7 separate regions of the Mus musculus genome follow, and all the other regions are linked to region 1. Evidence: chromatin contacts called from public HiCAR-type and promoter capture Hi-C data. All regions are on one chromosome and are shown on one strand. The core of a region is the stretch at or near the end of the contact, and the rest is flanking DNA. Distances in the headings are between cores, read along the strand shown. Region 1 holds the start of Rnpc3 (RNA-binding region (RNP1, RRM) containing 3). Region 2 holds the start of Vcam1 (vascular cell adhesion molecule 1). Region 3 overlaps Slc30a7 (solute carrier family 30 (zinc transporter), member 7). Region 4 holds the start of Slc30a7 (solute carrier family 30 (zinc transporter), member 7). Region 5 holds the start of Gpr88 (G-protein coupled receptor 88). Region 6 holds the start of Cdc14a (CDC14 cell division cycle 14A). Region 7 holds the start of Dbt (dihydrolipoamide branched chain transacylase E2).

Region 1 (3,403 bases), core at 596-3,095:
AGAAATCTCTGAAAACTTTAACAATAAAGAAAAAGACATACCTTTATTGCTGCTTTTTCATTAGGGAAAGTAGCAAATGCTGTGTGTTTCTGAAATAAAATTAAGGCACATATTATTTCCAGTGTTTCAAAAGTCTAATAAAAAGTAACATTTTAAAAACATGCAATATATTAATGAAAGTATCGGAAAGGATGGAAATTTTAGACTATTTAACTGATCACTAGTTTCAGTCTAGAGGTTCCGAATCTTCTAGGGTCAGACTTCTTGGACTTGCACGCTCTTCAGCTTTGCCTCTCAACATAAATGAATAAGGACAAACACAATATATTTTATAATAGCAAAGAGTTCAACAGACCACAATTTTTAAAAAAACTCTCTACTCCTGGGGACCAGAGAGATGGGACAGTGGTAAAAGTCAGTAGGGCTCTTACCAAGGGCATCATTGGGAAGATGTCCCAATGTCCATGTTCAGCAACTTCATAACCACCTGTACTCCTACAAACCCCCAAAATATACACAAATGTACAACATAATTAAAAGTATAATAAATCTTAAAGCATCTCCTCTTTCCAAAAAAGATCACTCTTAAAACATTTAGGGCTGGTGAGATGGCTCAGCGGGTGAGAGAACTGACTGCTCTTCCAGAGGTCCTGAGTTCAAATCCCAGCAACCACAAGTTGGCTCACAACCACCCATAATGAGATCTGAAGATAGCCACACTGTACTTACATATAATAAATAAATAAAACCTTAAAAAAAAAAAAAACCCTCAGCATAGCCTTTCTAGACTGTGAGTTTCATGTCCACACAAAAGTGATGCATGGAGAAGCTTGATTCATTATTAAAATGAAAAATTTATACATATGGAATACCCTTTTTCATCTCACTCAAAAGTCTTTTCAGTCTATACAAGATAAAATTTAAAATCATTTACTAACAGTGAAATCACCCCTCAAGGTGCATTGTCTCTTTTTGCTTTGTTTCTATAATTTCAGTAATAAGTCTAATTTTCTCATTTGAATTCTATTTTGAATACCATCCTGAAAAAGGTGAACAAATTATATTACTGGTAAGTTTGAGTTGTTTATTAGAACTCTGAATTTGTCCAATCTGATTCAAGGAGAGCCTACTGTATTTAGATTGAATTAAGGGATATTTGTATTTGCATTTTGTTAATCTATTAAGTCTATTACACTCAAATTTTTGCTATTATGTATATCCTGCTCTACAACCCAGGATTTAAAAGCAATTTTTTAAAATAAAAATACAAAACCAAAAACCTTGCATACGACTATGAGAATCTAACAGAAACAGTATTTTCAAGTCTAGGCTAGTTTTGAATTCGACCGGGCGGGTGCGCTCGCCGGTAGAAACCTCTACACAGTCCCTGCGTGGCTCAGCCTTAATCTAACTGGCTCAAGGTTCAATTCCATGCTCGCCTCTCTGGTAGGCAAGCTGCGCAGGCGCAGACCGCGAGCCTAGTCCTGTTTCTCCCGGTCCTAGCGGCCCGGCTCCGCCCCGCCCCGCCCCGCCCCGCCCCGCCCGCTGCGCACGCTTACCAGGCGCCCCTTATCTGACAGGACGCGCACCGACTGCGCCCCGAAGTACTTCAGTAAGTCCTCCTTCTCCTCAGCCGTCAGCTCGGCCGGCAGGTGCCTGACGAGGAGGGTGCGGTCTCCCCGGGGCGGAGAAAGCGAAGCGGAGCCTGGGCCGCCTCGGGACAGCGGCATCGGCGGCTCAGGCCCCGCCATCTAGCTTCCCTGCAGAAGCGGCCAGAGACGGAACCTCCGCGCAAGCTTCCGGCCGAACTCCCGCAGTCACCGAGGCTGAGCGGAAGATAGTTTCCGCTTCGCGCTAAGGATTCTGGACGCAGGGAAATCCCGCGAGAGGAGAACTCCTCGCGAGAATGGCCTCCGGGAGAGTCGCTCTTCTCTTTTCGGGACTGTTGCGGGGGAGAGCGCCTAGGAGTCGTGCTTTAAGTTTAATGAGAGGTTGTAATAAAATAAAGACTGAAAGAGACGCCACTGTTAGAAGGACAGCAATCTCATCGAAGAACGTCAGTCATGCAAAAGAAAAATACTGTAATCCCAGGGATCAAGTACTGAAGGAACCGTGCAAGGGCTGTTGCTCCCTGGGCTCTTAATCCAGATTTTTCAGAAAGTGAATCTGGCTGGTGAATGGAGAACGCTCGGGAAATGTCAAGTGTGTTCCTAGCATTTAGGACTGGTGAAACACAAGTCTCCAGCCTCAGATTCAACAGTGCAGGCGAGAGAGCACGCCGTTATCAGTCGGCAAATACAGGCTGAAAGTTCTCGCCACGGTTTGTTTATTAAACAAAATTGGCTTCTTCCATGAGTAAATACCTAAAAATGTGTTAGCGTACGTATTCATGGATGTAAGTTCTCTTCTCACCACCTCACGACTGAGAGTACTGACGTAGATTAAGACTCATTGCTAACCAATAGGTGAGATCTGAGCCCTTGCACCCAAGTTGGAGTCTACACTGTTGTGACTAAGATTCGGCCCTGGTGGTCTAAAGTAATATCCCTTACAGATTAATCAAGATGTGTATGCTCACTCCGTAGTCCTAGGGTGTCTTTTACTTCTAATTTGCTTGATGGATATGAGCCAGTTAGTACACAGTACTTCAAAGATCCGCTTTGAGGAAGCATTGCATGGGGAGATAAATTACCAAAATATTGAGTGACTAGAGACAGATCTTGTGAACCTTAGAGGTTTGTTAGGAACCTTGCTCATGGGAACAGAAGCCGACAGACTTAAGAGTGTGTGGAAGGAATAGTTAAATTTTACGTTTAAAAATCTCTTTGATTTCACTATGAGTAATATAGCAGAAACCGGGCATGGTGGCACACACCTTTCATTCTAAGTTCCCAAGAGGCAGAGACAGATGCATCTCAAGTGATTTTGAGGCCAGCGTGGGTGACACTGAGTTCCAGGACAACCAGAGCTATGTAAAGACACAAAGGAAAGGAAGAAAGAAAAGAAAAAGTGGGGAGCACTCAGAGGAAATCTAGTTCCGTTTCACATCAAATTATTAGTTCACAAGTGTGAGGCTATAAAACAATATGCCTCCCCTCCACACACCAGTACAGTATTTATGGGAGCAAATATCTATCATAAGCTCTTAAGAAAGTGCATCAGTTTTTGTGCCTTGGTCAATAAGTTTATTGTCTTTATTTAAAAAAAAAAAAGCTTAATAGAAACTTGCTTTAGCTCTCAGCAGCTCATTTCTGAGCTGTGAGGAAGTGTGCCCTTCTTCTGAGCAACCCAATATTTCTTCTGCAACATTTTGACCCATGATGTGCTTCTGATGTACATCTGCATTGAAATCCTTGCTTTCAAAATAAAAACCAGGGAATTGTTTAGGTCTATGAGGGATAGA
Region 2 (3,297 bases), core at 303-2,802, 2.5 Mb after region 1:
TCAGAGTTCCCGAGCCTACAAGCAGATCCCAGAAAGAAGGAACTCATCAATCCTTTGGATACATTAATACATGAACGTGTAGAAATACCCCCAAATGGAAGATTAGAGGGGAAAAAACTAACTAATAGAACCAGGGGGAGGTTCACACTGCGCTAAGAACTGGAGCCAAGAAGGTGTGAGTCTCTTTTACATGGGCACCATTTTTTTGGCAAACAAGGACACAGGGGTTAAAATTTAGTTTCCTGTTCTTAACTAGCTTCTTCTTTCTCTGGCTTTATTGAAATTGTGCATTTGCTAGCTAAAAATCTAGATACTCTTTAAAAGTCTCTGTTTAATATATCGTTAATTTTTTTTCAAACAAAATCAAGAGAAAGCAAAAGCTCCTTCCTTCACTTACAGTAGATGTCCACGTGGATACTTCGTTCCAGCTTCCCAGAGCCACATGTTGCTGTGCACAGGTAAGAGTGTTCATTCTCAAAACTGACAGGCTCCATGGTCAGAACGGACTTGGACCCCTCCGTCCTCACCTTCGCGTTTAGTGGGCTGTCTATCTGGGTTCTCCATGAGAACAATGGTGACTCGCAGCCCGTAGTGCTGCAAGTGAGGGCCATGGAGTCACCGATTTGAGCAATCGTTTTGTATTCAGGGGAGATCTCGATTTTAAAAGCTTGAGCTGAAAAGAGAGAGAGAGAGAGAGAGAGAGAGAGAGAGAGAGAGAGAGAGAGAGAGAACAAGTTTACCATGGTCTGCCCCATACTGTGTCCTTTTTCTCTTGCGCAGCAATACAGTGTCCAAAGCACAGCTGGGATGATCTACTTTTTAAACTGTCTCAGACTAATAGCACAAGACAGACCCAAAGCCCTGAAGTTGCTCTTGAGGAAGGTGCTGGAATCGTCACCGCGAAGAAGAATGCTCAGTTCTGACTTTGAAGCCCATTGCACAAAGTTTTTTTTTTTTTTTTTTTTTTTTTTTTTGTCACTTTCTAAGCTTGATTTCATTGTCGAATACAGGAAACTAAAGAGATAGACCCACTACCGATATAATCCAAATTACTCATTTGACAGTGGAAAGAAAATCCGTCCCCAGCTCTGTCAGAATACTGGCTCTTATAGCAAAGCTCTGTAGTACACCAGAAGCTGTAGATGTGTGAAATAGGTCAGGAACTTACAGACTGCAAACAGTATCCAAAGTACCGTTGAGGCTCCCAAGACCGCGACCATCTTCACAGGCATTTCAAGTCTCTGCTTCAAAGCCTTCTTTGTGCCCCACGTGAAAAGTGTCTGGGAAAAGTGTTCAGCCTCCAAAGCCAGCCGGGCTGGTGTGAGTGAAATAGAAAGTCTGCTCTTTATAAAGGGTCTTGCTAGAGAGGCGGAGGGAAATCCCTTCAAGGGGAAACCCAGAGCCAGGGAAAAAGTTTAACTGACAGCCAGCCAAGTCCCCACGTTAACCCCTTCAGCTGCTTTCTGGGCTGAAGTCATTCTGAGTCCTGGGAAACACGACACTTCCAAGTATATAAATCTCTGGCTTTTCCTGACCTTCAGCTCCGAAAGGGCTATCTCTCCTGAAAAGATGATTGCAAAATGAAACTGCCAACAGTGTGTGTGTGTGTGTGTGTGTGTGTGTGTGTGTGTGTGTGACAGCAAAGACAGAGATCACTCAGTAAATAACCACTGACTTTTCTTCATTAAGAAATGCATTTGCAATTTAAAAAATAAAAATTGTTCTCTTTCAACAAAAAAAGGAAAATATCCTTTATTTGTTTTTATTGACCCATTATCATGAGTCACTCTTTTAGAATGTGAGTCAGTAGTTCTTATTTTTATACTCTTTTATTCATAAGTGAATTTTTGACAAAAAAAAAACCTCCCTGAAATAACTTTCTGAAGTAGTAAATGAAAGGACGTTGATGCAGAATGAAGGGAATTATCTTTTCTTTTGTTTGACAATGCCCCAGCCCTTTGACCCATTGCTGGATGACAGGAAGTCTTTTGCAGACTTGAACGCTAAAAAATGGGATCTGTCTGCTAAATTTTTGTGGTGGATTTCTTTGGCTGCATTATTTAGCCACAAGTCCAATTGAATATGTAAACAGATTAGCTTTAGGAGATGAATTGACAACCATTTTTTTATTATTATTTTCTACTCCCAGTGAAATGACTTTTTGAAAGACTCAATTAAGTGTCTTAAATGCCTCTGTAGGTCTTACACATGCATAGCCCATGTCCTTGCAAAATGCTTGCCCATCAGAAAGAAACCGGAATAGCCACTTCCTTGTATTATACACATGTGGGTTTACCTCCCACATGGCATTATCAGTTCCCTGCATGGCCAGGACTAGTTCTTATTCATAGTTGTTTCTATTCCATATATATATATATATATATATATATATATATATATATATATATATATATAATGGTTTTATATATAACGACTATAAAACCTGCAGCATCTTCTAGATGTTTAAAATCTAGAAGAGAAACGTTCAAAATACTGAATGTAGTTCATAAGTGCCACGTGAGAGAAAAAAATAATTCCACAAGAAAGGTATAGTTCCCAGACATCTGGGCACATGTAAAATTAACAGTATCATGTCATTGGACAAAGGCTATCAGTGAGACCCACAGTCGCCAACTGCTCCAACCTGGCAGGAGAGACTTCTGAATTCCCTCTTGAGAATACATGTGGCTCCCACTGAGAGGCAAGTATAAAAGGGAAGTTGAGGGATATATTTTAGGGCTATGACGACATATCCAGGGATCGATGACATTAGCTGCCATGTCATCTAGAGGACCTCAACAATGTCATGTCATAAAAGGAGAGTATAGACTACCCCCTACTGATTCTCACCTTCTCCATAGATCAAAGGCATGTAAGAAAATGTTAATCCATGTCTTTGACACTTAAAAATAAATAACTACTTGGATCATGCAGACTCATCTTATTTGGTATCAGTTCTCACCCAAGTGAGTGGAGAAATAATTCCTATCAGGAAAGGAGAATAGTACATACAACAGAGGAAGTGAAAAAAAAAACTATTTGGTGGATTCCACAAGGTCAAATCCTTCCTCGTTTAAGAACCACTACTCTAACATATAGCTAAAGAACTCTCCGTGGCTATGTAGATCTTTTATAGCAGCTTCATTAGAGACCCAAGAGCCTGAAGTTTGAAGTTGGATCAGTTGTTTTTGAAGCAAATACTGAGGACCAAGATTAAGCCAGTCCTAATTCTGCAGTCCTTATATGGTTAATCATCATGATTTTCCTATGGCCGTTCCTTCACCAAACATCACGTCT
Region 3 (3,467 bases), core at 138-2,637, 2.3 Mb after region 1:
AGTGAGGTAACACATTCACAAAGAAACTCACACAATATGTACTCACTGATAAGTGGATATTAGCCCCAAACCTAGGATACCCAAGATATAAGATATAACTTGCTAAACACATGAAACTCAAGAAGAATGAAGACTGAAGTGTGGACACTATGCCCCTCCTTAGATTTGGGAACAAAACACCCATGGAAGGAGTTACAGAGACAAAGTTTGGAGCTGAGATGAAAGGATGGACCATGTAGAGACTGCCATATCCAGGGATCCACCCCATAATCAGCATCCAAACGCTGACACCATTGCATACCCTAGCAAGATTTTATTGAAAGGACCCAGATGTAGCTGTCTCTTGTGAGACTATGCCGGGGCCTAGCAAACACAGAAGTGGATGCTCACAGTCAGCTAATGGATGGATCATAGGGCTCCCAATGGAGGAGCTAGAGAAAGTAGCCAAGGAGCTAAAGGGATCTGCAACCCTATAGGTGGAACAACATTATGAACTAACCAGTACCCCGGAGCTCTTGACTCTAGCTGCATATGTATCAAAAGATGGCCTAGTCGGCCATCACTGGAAAGAGAGGCCCATTGGACACGCAAACTGTATATGCCCCAGTACAGGGGAACGCCAGGGCCAAAAAGGGGGAGTGGGTGGGCAGGGGAGTGGGGGTGGGTGGATATGGGGGACTTTTGGTATAGCATTGGAAATGTAAATTAGCTAAATACCTAATGAAAAATGGAAAAAAAAAGAGAACCTAATTTATAGCTAATTCCACTAAACATAATTAAAAAGAGTACATTTTAGGTCAGGAAAACGTACTAACCCTTTTAGAACACATGAAATTATTAACAGAGCAAAAGCACTCGTGCAGACAGTAAAGGCTGAGAAAGTGAACCCCACAGGAACGGGAAAGGCATCCCCATCAGAACACGTGTCCCAGAAGGAAGAAAATACACACACAAGGCCGGCCTACAAAACAATGCAGGCTGCTCTGTAGGTCAGAGAAGGCTGGGAATGAAACTAACTAGAGAGGAAATGAGTTTGATAGTTACGAATCCTGGCACCTAAGCTGAAAAGCAACACTTGATTCTATCTACTGTACACACTAGCAAGACATCGATGAAGACTCCTTGGGTAAAATAAAGGAGTCTGGCAAAGAAATGAAGTGACTACAGTACATTTAATCTTTACTTTTTGGGTTTTTTTTCCGTACGTCTTCATTTCTCAAGAAAAGGAAAGGGGGAGTCAGAAAGGGCTTTACCCACTTATAGGGCTCCCATTACCTTCCCTGTTTGGCTTCTAAGAAAACTGGAACGGCCAGTACAGCACAGCAGAACCCTCACGGCAGCACACAAATATGCCACATGGCTTTCCTAACAATGACCTGAAATGGTGTTAGAATGTCAGCTGTAGGAGCTGTGGTTGGACACCCAACTGCTCCGGGAAACCACCAGCTCACTCACAGAGGGAGATGCAATTCAGAACCAAGGTCATTTTCAAAGTCCATAAGATGTTTAAAAAAAAAAAAAAAAAAAAGTATGTAGCAATGCCAGATTTTGCCATTTAAAATTGTGTTTAGCTCAGGAGTTTTTACCCATATTTTTCTGATTAACTATCATAACGGGGAACCATAAAACGGATTTTAGCATGGCTCTATCTAGCCATAATGAAAGGATATGCAGGAAAAGACAAGCTTAGCAAATTCCTGACTGAGCTAAGAATTAGAGCTACATCCAAACCCTACAGGGAAAGTTAAAGTAAGCATTTGGAAACAATTAGAGGCTGGCTTCTGGTTGACTAACTCCATTCTGGCTTTCACAATGGAACTCTTCTTTCCTATCATAAGTGAAAAGAGATGATGACTCATTAGGCATGAATTTACCGTATTACAAAGTAATGGTTTCATTTTTCAAAAGCTGAACGTAATTCTATAACCATACAATAAACATAAAATTAATTTCTAAACCTTTTAATAGGTTAAATGAGCAACATTTACTCTTTGCTGAAAGTAATTTGCAATGAAAAATTCAAGTTTTATTTCAGATACAGCTTTTAGGGAAAGACTTCCACCACATTCCAAAAGTAAATTAAATAAACTAGCAGTAACTATAAATAAGATAAACTAAGTATCAGGGTTGGTGAGATGACTGGGCAATTAAGAACACTTGCTGCTCATGCAGAATGAATAGAACCAAGTTTAGTTCCCAGCAGCCACATCTGCTAACTAATAACCGCCTATCATCGTAGCTCCAGGGGGATTTGATGCCCACTTCTGGGCTCCATGGACACTTACATAGATGTGTGTATATGCATACAGACACACTTAGATACATATAAATAAAAGTAATTTAGTGGGACTGGAGCGATGGCTCAAGGTTAAGAGCACTTGGTGCTCCTGCAGAAGACCACACCATTTCCTAGCACTCACACTGCGGCTCACAACCCTCTCATGAAAACTCTAGAGCATCAAATGCCCTCTTCTGGCCTCCTTGGGTACCAGGCATACACATGAAACATACACATACCCAAGTGTAGGCAAACACTCAGACACTTAAAAAATAAAAATTGACATCTTCAAGCCTTTTAAAAACACATATACATTATGAAAACCTGTGAAGAACAATCATAGTTAATAAAAAAAAAACTTCAGAGTTTTAAAAGTAATTAAGTCTGAGAACAAATATCCAACAATAAATGAAACACAATGGTGTGGTAGTGCACACTTTTGATCTCAGCACTTGGCAAGCAGAGGCAGGTGGATCTCTGAGTCTAAGGCCTGCCTGATCTACACAGTGAGACCCTGTCTCAGATAGATAGATGGATAGATAGATAGATAGATAGATAGACAGACAGACAGACAGACAGACAGAGAGAGAGGGAGAGAGGGAGGGAAAAAAGAGAGAAAGAGAGGAAAGGGAGGGGAGAGGGAGGGGAGGGAAGGAGAGGAAAGGGAAGGGAGAGCATTGGATTCTCTGGAACTAGAGTTACAGGTGTTGGGACCTCGGCAAGAACAGCAAGTCCTCTTAACTAGTGAGCCCCCTCTCTAGCCACACGCAAAACCTTTTAATGGACAAAAGAAGACAAAGACATTCAGTCTCTAATAGGTAGGTCCATTTAGACATGTGGTTGTATCTAAACAAGTACAATCAACCCATGGTTATGGGCGGTTACTATTAATCTAGAATTTTATAAACCCAGTAGTAGAGAACAGATCATTGAAATGATCCCATCTGGAAATGTGGCTCATGCATAACTATACTAATCTCCTGGAACCTGTGATCTAAATCAGTGCCCAGTACAGTGAGTGTTTCTTACCCAGTAATGAGGCAGTAACAGACACTATAGAACCCCTACAGTCATGAAGAAGTTGTTCTTTTCCTTAAGTATCTGGGACATAGTTATAACACTTCATGTGTTTGCTTTTTGGAACAAAAAAATATCAGCTTATAACATCAAATTAGTAAAGTATAATATC
Region 4 (3,105 bases), core at 573-3,072, 2.4 Mb after region 1:
CTCAAATACAGCAGAGTTAGAGTCCAAAGACTATGATCTTTTACCCCTCTGAAAATGGATTTTAAAAGACAGAGGCCAAGTTAGTTTACTAGAAGTAACAAAAATAGACCATAAATGGCACAGGTTAATCTACAATCCTATGTAACTCGCCTAAAGATCCTGGGAGAGTTATATCCCCCATCTTCTAATAGAGTCTCTTTCTTTAACATTTTGTTTTTATCCCTGCATGTGTGTGTCTGTCTGTACGTCTCTGTTTTTCTGTGTCTGTCACATGTGTGCATGTGCCTGTGAGGTGGAGAAAAGAATGTCAGACCCTTGAAGCTGGAGTTACAGGCAGTTGTGAGCCACCAGATATGGTGCTGAGAACGAAATCCTGATCCTCTGCAAGAGCAGTGAGCACTCTCAACTTCTGCCCCTCTTTTATCGATTCTTAGAAGGGAATAAAATCTAGAAATGGAGTTAGCACACTTCAGAAGTGTGCTCATTCTGTTATTTGCAGAGCAGTTTCACAAGCCCAGAAGTTATCCCACAGCAAATACTTAAATTCCAGTGACTTTACTTCCTTAGCGACACCGGACTCTCTTCGACCCAAATCTTGACACCATAAAACAAAAACAAACAAACAAAAAAGCCCAAAGGTGACACCAAAGCCTTCAAGTCAAAATGGCATTCTCAGAAAACTGTATGGGATTTTCTACTGCAGTAAAGATACAAGGAAAATCCTAAGACAGTTTCACTGGAAAAGAGAATGGCATATGCTTTGCCAACGGTCTCTTCACAAACCTCTTCAAAAGTCATTCAAAGGCAATCATAAATTTAACAGGGCCATTCAGATCTTTCTCTCTCAGAATCTTAGGAGTGAAATCCAAAAAAAAAAAAAAAAAAAAAAAAAAAAGCCACACCCACAGGTAGGTTAGCTAACAGGATCCTCTCATTTTTCCTGAGGCATAGCTAAGGCAAGCTGTTAAAGAGATTCATTGCATCTGCCAAATAAAAAAGTAAAAAAAAAATATGAGGAGGGGGCCTGTTTGTCAGTTCTGTTTAATGGAGTTGCAGGAAATGAGAGTCCCCGATCTTAGAACTGCAGCCCTTCCCTTTTGGTGAGAGTACGCTGAGAGCAACTCAGCAAAAGTGGTAGTGGCAAAGGTAAGACGTGAACCTGCCGGTAAGGAGCTACGTGGCACTAAGCAAATAGTGGCTTGTCTCCCTCACCCTCTGCTTCCGCCCCAATCATCTTCCCCTTTGGTTACCAGTTGCTCCAGATGCCGTAGAGTAGTTCCACAAAAGCGAAAGAGAGGTTCAGGCACAGGAAGAAAAACAGGTTCCGGGATGTCTTGTCCGACAGGATGGACCTGGGCACGATACAGGTGATCAGAAGCAAGCAGGAGCCAAGGGGGTTGCGGGGACCCCTCAAAACCCACCCAGTCCGCATGCTCGTTCCACCACAGCAGGAGGGTGACGCTCCCATGCTGGACCTCAGGCCATCCTTAGCACCCAGCTTTGTCTCAGCATCCCGGGCAGCCCCCTCCCAGCAATCACAGCACCCCGCACCTAAACCAGCCTGAGATCTTGCCGAACAGATTGAACTTGGGTGGTTTGTATTCATCATCCTTGATGGACAGGGGCAACATCTTCTCCACCCGGCGAAGGGCCGGGTCTCCGTCCCTCTAGAAGTGACTCGGTATGGTGGCGGCAGTGACAGCGGTGACGCTTCAAACGCGGACCCCAAAGCGCTTGACCGCCGCGGCACCGCCGCGAGACACAGACACAGACACACACCCGGGAATTCGAGGACTTCCGGCCCGGGCCGCGCAACGCGTCCTGGGACGGGAAAGCGGGAGGCGGGGGCGGGGACTCCGGCAGGGGAGGGGCTTACGGGGAGGAGGCGGGGCTTGGGGGCTGCGGAAAGTCCGAGCTGAAAGCTTGGGGATCTATCTCTAGCTGAGCTAGGGGTCCTATCTCCTGAACTCACGAAAGATACCCCTGCTGGCTCTCTGCAGACGTGGCTGACTGGTTCAGGGCCCGCTGTCACCCACCCAGATCGCCCATCACTATCGTCCCCGGATGCAGTGCAGCCCGCTCCTGCTCCTTCAGCATTAACCCCCTAAAGGACCTCAAATCCCCGCTGTGCCTTAGGCAGCATCACTGAAAAGCCCAGGCGGCCACGTGCTGCGCCGCCACTGCACGGGATGTGCGAGAATGGCTTCCCGAGGTCAACGCTAAGGGAGTCCACCCCCACCCGCGGAAACCGTCACGCGGGACGCGATCGTTGAGTGCTTTGCAAAAGAAACACTTAAAGGTATTTTAAAACGTCCTTTAGGAAGAGGGCCATAGACTATGGCCTTGAGGTCCGCTTCTTGCTGTTTCTCCCCTGCAACCTCATTCGGTTGTAGCCCTGAAGGCAACCGCAGACAGGTTCCTTTAGCATCCTTGTCACCCCCAAGACAGTAGCTGTCACTATGGTCCATTTCAGGAGGTGCAGATACAAGCCTGTTGGGTGGGAGGCTGGGGATGAGCCTTGTGGGCCTGGGCTGGCTAGAGAGACACTCTCCAGCATCTTTCTAGGGGATTGTTTAGACAAGGTCAGCTGGCCGATCACGTGAATGATTAAAAGTTATTACCTAGAAGGGGAAACCCGGAAAGGGGGTCTGGTTTGGGGAGGTGGCTTGGAAACTACAAAACCGAGCTTCTTGGGAAAGCCTTTTTGCCTAACAGGAAGTGGAGCGTCACCCAAAGCGAGGGAGGGGTGGCCACTCAGGAACTGTCCCCTGCTCCAGGCACTCACTTTGCAGGCGGCGCATTTCCTAGGTTATCAATTGGACGGGCAGAGAGGTTGGAAGCCCGGTTTAGGAAAGGGGTGGAAAAGAGGCAAGCAAAGGAGACTCTCCTTTCGATTTATGCTAACCAAGCTGCAAATAAACCCGCTGGCCCCGCTGCAATCTTCTGCACTAGAGGTGAGGCAACTGTGAAATTCTCTTTCATTGATTTTATCTTTCCATTTGGGACCTCTGCTTGTTTTGCCCTCGTTCTTGGAACTTTGTGGGTAGGAAGGATTTATTCTGTAATTTAGATTTTTGAAAATAGATCTTGATTTTTTTTTAATGT
Region 5 (3,294 bases), core at 548-3,047, 2.6 Mb after region 1:
CACAGGAGCCAGCTGGCCGCCTGCACGCCCCAGGGCACCGGGAGGGAGAAGCCACTGGCCAGGCTCACCCACACCAGCGGCTGCGTGGCCAGCAGGAAGACGCAGCAGAGCAGCAGCACCGACAAGCCGCTGAGACGCCGCTGCGCCCGGCGAGGCTGCAGAGCGGCCGGCAGGGGTTGAGGCTGCGCGGGATGCGCGGCGCCTCCCGGACCCGGCGCGTGCGGGGCGGCGGGGAAGGCGGCGGCGGCGGCGGCGCAGCCGGGTAGCTGGTGCAGCAGGTGGAAGTTGAGCACGCTGACCCGCTTGACGCTGACGCGCACGCGGCGCACGATGCCCAGGTAGCAGTGCAACAGCAGCGCCGTCTGCGCAAGCAGCGCTCCCGCCGCCAGGAGCGCGGGGTAGTGGACTTGCGGTGGCTCGGCTCCGGGCTTAGGAGCCCAGGGCGGGAGCAGCAGCACCAGACCCAAGGCGAGCGCCCAGGACAGTGCCAGCATGCCCACCGTGTGGCGCCGTTGGTAGAGCACCTGGTAGGTGGCAGGCGCCCTGGTGATGAGCAGGTAGCGGTTCAGCGCCACGAGGCAATGGGACAGAAGGGACACAGTGAGCCCGAGGCCCAACAACCCGCCCCGGAGCAGGCGGTAGCTGCCTCCGCCACCGTCCCAGTCCCCCGGGGGCTCCGCGGAGCCCGAGGGCAGGAGCCCCAGCACCGCCTCCTGTGGCATCCAGAGGGCGCAGACGCTGAGATCCGCGGCGCAGCCATTCACGATGAAGGCGTTGCTGGTGGTCTGCAGCTTTCGGAAGGACGACACGAGATAGATGACCATACCGTTGGCCAGCGTGCCCCCGATGGCCAGGCCCGAGTACAGGAGAGACACCGGGATCCGCCGGCCCGCCCACGATTCTTCTTCCTCGCAGAGCAGCAGCAGCGATCCCCCGGTAGTGGTGGAGGTCGAAGTGGAGGAGGAGTTGGTCATTCTGGCCAACTCTTCACACCTCGCGCCCTAGCGTTGGCTTCGTGTAGCGTGGCCCATCCTGGCACTTGCCTGCTGGGAGGGCAAAAACATTTCTTCAGCCCGCTGTCACCGACACAAAAGGCTGAAGCCGAATAATGGGCTGGAGGAGGGGGAGAAGGGAGGGAGGTGAAAAAGAACAGGAGAACGGGGGTGGCAGATGACAGGTGCCTGCCTCAGAAATGTCTCCGATGACAGAGAAGGTCCGCTTTACACTCAGCAAGCAGCAGGGAAGCCCTAAGGTCATATCCACACCTAGGACAGTTTCCCCAAACACACACACACACACACACACACACACACACACACACACACACACGAGTTGGGAATGTGTGTTGCCAGCCGGAGCTCTCTTTACCGAGAGAAAGTAGATATCTCCTAGCTGGGAAAAACGCCAAAGAGAGGGAGTAGAGGTACCTTGATTTGGGGCCAGTCCTTAGCTGGTGATAGCAGAGGGAGAGATGCCAGGAAATACCTCCTCGGCAGCAGCATCTGTGGTCCAGAAGTCAACAGGAGAAACTGAGCTGGGACCCGTGCCAGGAGCAAGCGCCTTGCTTCTCCCGTGCAGCATCCCCACACATGGTCCCAGGCAGGAGCCAACAGCTGTGGGGAGTCTCCTCAGCTGGCAGTAGAATTGGAGAAAGTCAAGCGGTAGGCTGCAAGCCCAGAAGGGTGGGCAGGCAGGCAGCAGCAGCGAAGATGCCTGGCTACAAGAGCAGAAGAAACTGAGCTGGAGAGGAGCGCACCCTGTGCTCCAAGCAAGAGCGCTGGCTGATGTGGCAAACCCACTTGGAGCCTCTCCTGCTCAGTTATCCATCACCCAGGGAGAAGACAGCCTTTCCCTGCTTCATGAATTATTCAGTAACTGCTAACTTGTAAAAGAGAAAAATACCTTTTTCAGAGAATCCTGTGGTTAACAAATCTCTCTCTCTCTCTCTCTCTCTCTCTCTCTCTCTCTCTCTCTCTCCATTCTGTCTCATTTTTCACTCTGCCTGATTTTTTTTTCTTTCCTTCCTTTTTTTCCTCTCCTTTAAATGTTAGAGTAAAATTTCATCTCCATCTGAATCATCCTGGAGGTAAGACTTCTTTTCTCAGAGATAAATATACCCCAGTACAATTTCAGAGAAAATTACCTTACATTTGAATTGAAATTCAGCCACATACACACACACACACACACACACACACACACACACACCCTTGGCAAAGTGGGACATGAGTAATTAGCTACAGAAAATATGCGAGCCTTAGCTCAAATCATAATTTCAATTCCTTTTCCCATCGCTAGACACCTCTCCTCTTGGCTTGTGTTTCGGCGGGATGAGAGAAGTGTGAGTACCATAGTCAGGCGATCTAAAGATGGAGTCCATCGTCCAGCTAGACAATGGAACACCAGTTAGCAATGAAGAGGAATCATCTGTCAAGACATAAAACACCTAAGGAAACCGGAAATGCTTGTTATTAAGCAAAAGAAGCATCTGAAAAGGCTGCGCACTGCCCAAGCCCAACTGTATTCCATACTGGGAAACGTAAAACTGCAGGGACCACCAGCTGTCGGGAGGGGGGGGGGGGGGGCTAGGGACCGGGAGGTGGAATACAGGGCAGGGAAACTACTCTGGATGGTACTCTGATGGTGGAAAACATCACTGTACGTTTGTCCAAACCTACTAGATAAACACCCAGAGAACCTGTGTGTAAATTATGGGGTCAATGTAAACGTGTCAGGATGCTTCATCGATTGTGACAAATGAGCCAATGTAATGGAAGATATGACAACTGGGAAGTTGTGTGTGTGCTGAGTAGGAACTGTGTGGTGATCCCTCTCCTCCTCCTCCTCCTTCTTCCTCTCTCTCTCTCTCTCTCTCTCTCTCTCTCTCTCTCTCTCTCTCTCTTTCTCTCTGAACCTGCACGGCTTTTGCTAGGCTGGCTGGCCACTGATCTCCAAGAATCTTCTGTTCCTGCTCTCCCAGAGCTGGGATTACTGATATGTGCCACCATGCCTGGCTTTTTATGTGCGCACTTTGGATCTGAACTCAGGACTGATACTTGTTTGTCAGGCACTTTACTGCACCCTGTCCCCAGAACACACTCAGCAACTTTTATTCAGGCCTGCTGTGATTATTAAACTAAAGTTTAAAGCCTATTTTTGAATAGTGGGTGTTGGGGAAAAGCAATTTCCCTGAAGACTCCATAGGATGAATGAGAAGGACCTCTGAGCTTTTCATGATATGGGATGTCATGGAGACTCACACTCAGGACTCAAATCTGCTTTGGTACAAGTGTT
Region 6 (3,213 bases), core at 183-2,682, 2.8 Mb after region 1:
TAGTGGATATTTATTGTGCTTTTTGGTCTATTCCTTAAAGTAGCAAAATATAATCGATCTGAAAGACAAGTTTAAAAGACAGAACATGAGAAGCAGGGACGCGAGACTGAGAGTGCAGATCATGCACAAAGGATTAATAACTGCTACACATCGTTTAAAGACCTTTAACACGTGGGATTCTTGGAGAAACAGGATCTTCCAGAAAGCTACAGAGCCCCAAAAGCACATCTTGCTAAGAGGCTAGAAGACCCAGCAGGGGGCAGAGCATCTTCTGAGTTCCCTCACCCCCTGGTTGCGTGCGGGCGGGTGCAGACAGGAGCTGTGGGTACCCGCAAAACTGGAGACACAAGTTTGGTTCGGAAACCTTCAGACCTCAGCTGCGGTGGAATGGGAAAAGAGGCGAGCTTCTGCCGCTGCAGCTTAGCAGACTTCAAGAGGAAGGAAGGAAAGATAGGGGGGTGTGGTTGGGGGTAGGGGGTGTCCCAAAAACACGGGCCAGCCACCGAGGAAGTAGAGAGTTAGCGGATGGAGGATTAAAACCAGCAGGCTCCCCACCAAGATAGGTTTGCAGGAGGATCCCAAGCAGAGAAGCCTGCACTGTCCGGGTACGAGGAAGCTGCAGAGGGAGTGAGAACGCGAAAAAAGAAGCCGGAAGCAGGGGGTCCTCCGGGAGTTGAGTAGCGAGAAGGGGCCCGAGCGCCGAGCCGCAGTACTGAGGGACACAGGGCCCGAAAAGAAACCCAGCATAGAGGCTTGGGACAAAGGGGTGAGCCGTGAGGAGTTGGGGGGGGGGAGTGGCGTGGAAGGGCCGGAGGATGCCGGGTGGCTGCTCCTCACCTTTCATGAACTCGCAAGCCCCGATTAGTTCCCCAGACTCCGCTGCCATCTTAAGCGAGATCCGCACGGGGGAGGGCTGGGTCGTGGCCAGCTGAGGTCACCCGCCCCCGGGGGCTTCCCCACTGCCCAAGAGCTGGGAGCTCGCGGTCCCAATCACCGAGCCTGCCTGAGGGAGGAGGCAGTCGCCCAAGGCGGAGGCAGCTGCAGGGTCAGCGCGTGGGGCGCCCCGGGGACATTCCGTGGGGAACCGAACCCGCTGGGCGCGGGACGCACACGCCCCGGGCTGTAACCGCTGTGATCCGGACTCTGCGGCGGCGGCGGCTGCTGCTGCTTCTCGAGCTGCAGCTCCTCCTTCTCGCGCTGCACCGTCTCCACCAAACCTGGACGGCGCACACCAGCTCCCAAGGCCGGGCAAAGTCTTTCCCCGGCTCCCAAAGTGATCATGGAGGACAAGACGTTTGGCCCGGATCGCGCCCGTGGCCACTCGTGCGGCAGCGGGCAGGACTCCGGAGGTGTCCGCGGGGCTAGTAGCAGCTGCTCAGACTCCTCCTTCGCCACCTCCTTTCAGCAGCAACTCTTCCTCCCTCTCCTCCTCCTCCTCCTCTTAGGTCCGCCCCCAGACCTGCCTCCCCGCCCTCCCTCGTCCCCCTCCACTTTCACCACTCCGCGGCCATCCCTTAAAGGGACAGCTCGGCTCCTTTCTCTGAGCCGGCCTCGGGCCCCAGTTACCAGGCGCCCCGCGGGTCACTAGGAGCCAGTTGCTAAGGCTTTGTTGCCTTTCACCAATTGCTACACAGGAAACTTGGCCCTCTGCCTGGGTGGGGTGGGGGTGGGGTGGATGTCAGGCGGAGCCACAAACTTATGAATGAAAAAGGATGGGTAGAGAGGAGTGAATGCCTCCCAGGAAGCTGCGACTGCCTGGCGGGCTGAGATGCTGTCTCCACGTCTGCACCGGCTAGCTCTTCTTCCACACCAGATTTTTTTTTGTCTCTCAAGCTCTTTCCTGCTTCACTCAGTTTCTTCTAAACTCGCGCGCGCGCACACACACACACACACACACAGAGACACACACGCACGCGCGCGCAGACACACACATTGAAAAACCTCAGACCTTCTCCATGTCGGGTCGTACCGCTAGCTATCTTTCCACCAACCCCTATTCTCACCACTATCGGATCTGTGTCTTTATAACCAATTTTCAAAAGAAGCGATACCTCCTAGCTCCTGAGTACACGGACTGATGCCCTGTAAGTACTAGAGTCTGCTCTCACCTAGGCTTTGTTCTCAAGGGGGAAAAAAATTCCCGTCCAGTTCTCCAAGTCCTTTCATTTTGGCCACAGGTGTGAGCGCAAAATTACACCAGAAGTGTAAGGCTCTAGTCTCGGACTGTAGGCTATCCTAGGCGAAGGGAGAAGAGGGAAAAGGATCTCTTGTCCACAAGAGAAATGAACAGAAGATTTCTGTAGTCTTGGCTGGAGCGTTGCAAAGGAGTACAAAGGCTCCTCTCCAGGAGGCCCCGGACTTGTTCGGCAACGTTTTGATCCAGTTTGGAGAACTTTAATGCTGGGAGCCCTAGGGACGGAACTAGTGGCCAGCCCTTCCCTTACGAAAATGGCGCTACTGAACCACTATCACCAGAGCATGCGCTCTGAGTGGTTTCTCCTTGAAACGGGGATTTGTGCAAGCCTTTGAAAGCTCGCAGTTGCGTGTTGACCTCTAGGGAGAGAGGGGGCGCTCGAGCAAAGTGCCGGCTGAAGCAACTTGGAACACTGACTCCAGGGAGGCAATTCTTAGGCCATTCTTCTGCTCTGCCGGCTTTCCATAAAGCTAAACAAGCACAAAACTAAGTGGATACTACTTTGATATACTGGAAAGTTATTCAGAGCATCTCGGTAATTCTAGCCAAACACATCCTTGGTAAGGGAGTTAAAAAGACACCCTCTCCTTACATTCAAAAGTTAACCCCGAAAAAGAAACAGACTTTACAACTGTAAAAGTCCTGAAAGTTGTAATGAGCCTTGAACCCTTTTGAAGTGTATTACATATTCTAAGAGTCCTGAAAGCAAAGACCTCCCAAAAAGAAAAAGGGAGAAGGAGGAGGGGGAGTACACTTTAAAATAGCCAGGGGTTGGTGGCATATATCTTTAATTACAGCACCTGGGAGGCAGAGGCAGGTGAATCTATGAGTTCAAGGCCAGCCTGGTCTACATAGTGAGTTCCAGGGCAGACAGGGCTATGAAGAGAAACCCTGTCTTGAAAACTAAAAAATAAAAAAAAGAAGGAAAAAGAACAAAGACCCTCTCAAAACTTGAATGTTACCTTTATTCTCCCAAATCCTGGTTTTAATACGTTGAACAATTTCAATTTTGTTGGAAT
Region 7 (3,205 bases), core at 386-2,885, 2.9 Mb after region 1:
CCTGGCAGTGGCGGTGCAAGCCTTTAATCCCAGCACTCAGGAGGCAGAGGCAAGCAGATTTCTGAGTTGGAGGCCAGCCTGGTCTACAGAGTGAGTTCCAGGACAGCCAGGACTACACAGAGAAACCTTGTCTCAAACAAAACAAAACAAAACAAAACAAAACAAACAAAATAATGGGAAAAGTTTTTAAAAATCAAGTTCTTTTGATTATTGCGATTTTGGGAGGTGCTGTTAAGACAGGGTTTCTCTAACAGCCCTGGCTATACTGGAATTCACTTTGTTGATCTGGCTGGCTTCAAATTCACAAAGATCCACTGTCTTCTGGGATCAAACACTTTCGTCACCTCATCTGTCTATTGCAGATTTTCTGATAAAGGCAATGATTTATATTTACTGCCTACAGTAGATGAATGTGCATTACACAATAGTACATCTGTGTAAAGTTAAACAACTTGTGAAAAACCTGAGATTTTTGTTTCACAACCACCGACTTTCCAGTGCTGAGAGTTTCTATTGGCCCCTGCTTCCTTCTGTTTTGTTTCATTCTCTCTAACGCCTTAGACATTGATGCAGATTTTTATTCTCTCTAAGAAGAAAGAACCGTTGAATTTACTGAACATATATACAATGTATGCATTTATATACCACCTATTAAAGAAAGTTCCCTCTCTCTCATTCTCTCCCTCTGGCTTTGTTTCATTTTGTTTAAGAATGAGTCTCACCACATAGCTCAGGGTGACTGGCCTTCCATTCACAATGCGACATCTCTGCCTGCCCTACCCATGTCACCCTCACAGTGCTGGGTTTCTGATGTTTCCTTTAGCAGTTCCACTTGAGCTCAATTTGACATTTCTTCAAGGGGCAAAGCAATTCAGGGTTATACGTTTGTGACTCATTTCTTAATGATGCATCTGACCACATTTTCTAAGACTCAAAGACAAAGTGATGACATGTTTATTTTAGACACGAGAAGTCAATTTCAGCAACCTCAAGGACACTATACAGGAAAGAGGAATTCCTAATCATGGAGAAGTGTTCCTGTATGGACTTATGAAAAAGTCGCGCATCAGAGTCTTGCTATGAAACATAGAAACATCTTATTTTTTCTGCCCTTAATGTAGTTACAGCACAATACCAGAAAAGACAATTTGCTACTGACCCCTCAGGTTTTCAATTAGTGACCCTTCTTGTGTGCCCTTAACATATTCTTTTTTAAAAAATTATCTATGTATGTGTGGGTGCACAACTGTTTGCATGTACAGCACATGGATGCAGGTGCCCCGAGACGGCCAGAAGAGGGCGTCGGATCCCTTGGAACTAGAGTTGTAGGCTGTTATGACCTACCTGATTGAGTGCTGGAGACTGAACCCAAGTTTCTGCAGCCCCTAAACGTGATTTCTCTCCATTATCTGAGCTAAAAAGATGGATTGTTGATGCGCGTCTACTTAACAACCCAAGTCCTGGATTTTTAAGCTGTCGTCCTCCCCAAGTCTACCTTCTCCCTCCCTCAATTCTTTTACACCTCTCAAGGGGGAGGGGGGGGGGCTTCAGTCGGCCCCGCCCCTCGCCCTGGTTGGCTGCCCGGTGGGAGGCTCGTTCCTTCTCTCCTATTGGCCGCTCAGGGAGGTGCGTCTCGGGTCTGGGGATTGGTCGCCTGGAGGAGGCGTCTTTCCCAGCTGTGTGCTGGTGGCTATTTCCGGAGTAAAATGGCTGCAGCGCGTGTACTGAGGACCTGGAGCCAGAACGCTGTCAGACTGGTAAGCAGGGTTGGATGGGTCTAAGGTTGGGAAGGATCGATTTAGTAGATGTTATCCGGAGTTGTGTGTTGCTTTCTTCTCCGAGTGCCTCGCGTCTTGTGAGCAAGTGATGGAAGGATGCATGCAAATCAGAAGGGCAGCGAAGGTGGCGTGCCAGTGAGCCTGGAAACTCACTCCTTTCCCGTCCCGGGGCGCGATTCTCTGACGATTAGCTTTGGGCGACTAGCTTTCTTCCCAACCGTACCCACATCCTGGCCTTTGACCTGCTTAACTTTGCTTGAGTACTTTCTAGATGTCAGGCATTGTGATAAGCACTGCAGACACAGCTATGTTCTTTCGAGATTTGTTGAGAGCCCACTGCGCGCCATACGCTGGCACTATTAACCTGAGAAGAGAAAAGCCTCTAGCTTGATTCACTCGGGGCTGCACTTCTCCCCTTGGTCCACAGTCGTTCCAACTTTTTAATCATCGATTTACCACCCCCATTTGCAGTTCCCCCTCACTCACAAGCTTTTAGCAACAACCGTAGATGTATCCCACTACATATCTAGTTTCTTCCTAATTACATAACTTTTTGGATACCGTAGACTTTACCCATTTCCCTAGATGTTCCTTTAGTGCTGGCCTCCTGATCTCTCCAAACCTTCTTCCCAGCCTGCTGTGTGTATTGGGCACTGGGCATATTTCTATAACACAGCCAGCCACCATCCTTTCCCTCCTAACATTGTAGCCTAGAACAGGAGAATAGGAGAGAGGGAGGCAAGGAAAGACAGAAAGCCACGGTTTTAGAAAGACGTGCTATTATGGAACAAGTGCTCAAAGCTCCTGTGACACTTGAGGGTGGACACCTATGGAGGAGTGGGGGTACAGAGAGGAATTCCTGGGGACTAGTGAGTGCGTACGGAGACTGAAGAGAAGTAGGAACTAGGCAGCAGAAGGGTACTCTTGTCAGCAGCACCTTAGTAGGTATTATGGGCAACTCTTCTTTCGAGAGCTCTCCACTCTTGGATTCTGAGACACTAGTTGACCAATATTCCTCTTCAGTTGCTCTATTCCACTGCCCTCTTTTCCTTTCCAGCTTCTAAATACCACGCAAAGACTTCCGTCAACAGTGCTCCCATAGGCTCTCGACAGACCTGCCAACTTCCTATGACCTTTTCCATCGTTTGATGTGTGTGGACACACAGACAGAATGGTGTGACGGGTGCCCACAGTGTTTAGTACAGTGACATGCTGGACAGGTTTGTAGTATAAGAGCTAGCATAGAGCTTACGTGGGCAATAAGTTAAGCCATTTGGTTTGTGTAAGCATAAGGTGAGTCCATAGACTAGCTCATCTAATAGTGAATAGATTTCACACAGACCTGTCATAAAGTGATGGATGACTACTAAAAAAAAAAAAAAATAAAAAAAGAAGCCCTGGCTTTGGCCCTCTGCGCTTTTCCAACT

What was found. Promoter capture Hi-C pulls out the DNA fragments that hold promoters and counts their contacts. HiCAR-type assays count read pairs that join an accessible place to other places.
Region 2: a contact with region 1 is called in a promoter capture Hi-C map of pre-B cells. The contact joins the promoter of Vcam1 here to the promoter of Rnpc3 in region 1. A contact is called at or near these places in 5 of 39 promoter capture datasets (cranial neural crest, embryonic stem cells, frontonasal cranial neural crest and 2 more).
Region 3: a promoter capture Hi-C map of 3T3-L1-derived adipocytes shows a contact between it and region 1, with 9 times the contacts expected there. The contact joins the enhancer-like site here to the promoter of Rnpc3 in region 1. A contact is called at or near these places in 8 of 39 promoter capture datasets (3T3-L1-derived adipocytes, the C10 cell line, the HPC-7 cell line and 5 more), 5 of 115 datasets of contacts at active chromatin or transcription factors (astrocytes, embryonic basal ganglia, embryonic limb bud and 2 more) and 1 of 9 other capture datasets (liver).
Region 4: a promoter capture Hi-C map of pre-B cells shows a contact between it and region 1, with 6 times the contacts expected there. The contact joins the promoter of Slc30a7 here to the promoter of Rnpc3 in region 1. A contact is called at or near these places in 14 of 39 promoter capture datasets (the 3T3-L1 cell line, 3T3-L1-derived adipocytes, the C10 cell line and 9 more), 8 of 484 Hi-C or Micro-C datasets (B cells, CD4 T cells, CD8 T cells and 5 more), 10 of 115 datasets of contacts at active chromatin or transcription factors (the SCID.adh cell line, SST interneurons, astrocytes and 7 more) and 2 of 9 other capture datasets (adipose tissue and liver).
Region 5: a HiCAR-type map of astrocytes shows a contact between it and region 1, with 5 times the contacts expected there. The contact joins the promoter of Gpr88 here to the promoter of Rnpc3 in region 1. A contact is called at or near these places in 2 of 39 promoter capture datasets (the C10 cell line and embryonic stem cells) and 2 of 115 datasets of contacts at active chromatin or transcription factors (astrocytes and pro-B cells).
Region 6: a promoter capture Hi-C map of pre-B cells shows a contact between it and region 1, with 9 times the contacts expected there. The contact joins the promoter of Cdc14a here to the promoter of Rnpc3 in region 1. A contact is called at or near these places in 4 of 39 promoter capture datasets (cranial neural crest, embryonic stem cells, hippocampal neurons and 1 more), 1 of 115 datasets of contacts at active chromatin or transcription factors (astrocytes) and 2 of 9 other capture datasets (adipose tissue and liver).
Region 7: a contact with region 1 is called in a promoter capture Hi-C map of pre-B cells. The contact joins the promoter of Dbt here to the promoter of Rnpc3 in region 1. A contact is called at or near these places in 5 of 39 promoter capture datasets (the C10 cell line, cranial neural crest, frontonasal cranial neural crest and 2 more), 3 of 484 Hi-C or Micro-C datasets (CD4 T cells and pre-B cells), 2 of 115 datasets of contacts at active chromatin or transcription factors (astrocytes and embryonic forebrain) and 2 of 9 other capture datasets (adipose tissue and liver).

The regions. Positions count from the first base shown.
Region 1 is chr3:113,628,304-113,631,706 of GRCm38.p6, forward strand. It overlaps Rnpc3 (RNA-binding region (RNP1, RRM) containing 3), which reads right to left and starts at 1,846. Exons shown (of 15, transcript NM_001038696.1): 1 at 1,560-1,846; 2 at 42-89. The coding sequence starts at 1,751. It also overlaps the pseudogene Gm17954.
Region 2 is chr3:116,128,136-116,131,432 of GRCm38.p6, forward strand. Vcam1 (vascular cell adhesion molecule 1) reads right to left here and starts at 1,553. Exons shown (of 9, transcript NM_011693.3): 1 at 1,169-1,553; 2 at 398-673. The coding sequence starts at 1,232.
Region 3 is chr3:115,960,459-115,963,925 of GRCm38.p6, forward strand. All of the region lies in intron 8 of Slc30a7 (solute carrier family 30 (zinc transporter), member 7), which reads right to left. Among named protein-coding and RNA genes, the nearest start is that of Mir669n, 18 kb to the right of the region's middle. Within about 2 kb of position 1,388, at least 73 of the 459 cell types and tissues checked have an H3K27ac peak or open chromatin away from gene starts, as enhancers often do. A contact at or near this core is called in 3T3-L1-derived adipocytes, embryonic limb bud and stem cell-derived neural progenitor cells, where this site is marked.
Region 4 is chr3:116,005,584-116,008,688 of GRCm38.p6, forward strand. It overlaps Slc30a7 (solute carrier family 30 (zinc transporter), member 7), which reads right to left and starts at 1,823. Exons shown (of 11, transcript NM_023214.7): 1 at 1,552-1,823; 2 at 1,251-1,352. The coding sequence starts at 1,631. It overlaps Extl2 (exostosin-like glycosyltransferase 2), which reads left to right and starts at 2,714. Exons shown (of 5, transcript NM_001163514.1): 1 at 2,714-2,954.
Region 5 is chr3:116,251,687-116,254,980 of GRCm38.p6, forward strand. It overlaps Gpr88 (G-protein coupled receptor 88), which reads right to left and starts at 1,798. Exons shown (of 2, transcript NM_022427.2): 1 at 1,428-1,798; 2 at 1-1,046. The coding sequence starts at 974.
Region 6 is chr3:116,422,600-116,425,812 of GRCm38.p6, forward strand. Cdc14a (CDC14 cell division cycle 14A) reads right to left here and starts at 1,433. Exons shown (of 16, transcript NM_001080818.2): 1 at 838-1,433; 2 at 1-58. The coding sequence starts at 886. It overlaps Gm40125 (a long non-coding RNA gene), which reads left to right and starts at 1,652. Exons shown (of 3, transcript XR_867571.3): 1 at 1,652-2,084.
Region 7 is chr3:116,511,435-116,514,639 of GRCm38.p6, forward strand. Dbt (dihydrolipoamide branched chain transacylase E2) reads left to right here and starts at 1,636. Exons shown (of 11, transcript NM_010022.4): 1 at 1,636-1,757. The coding sequence starts at 1,707.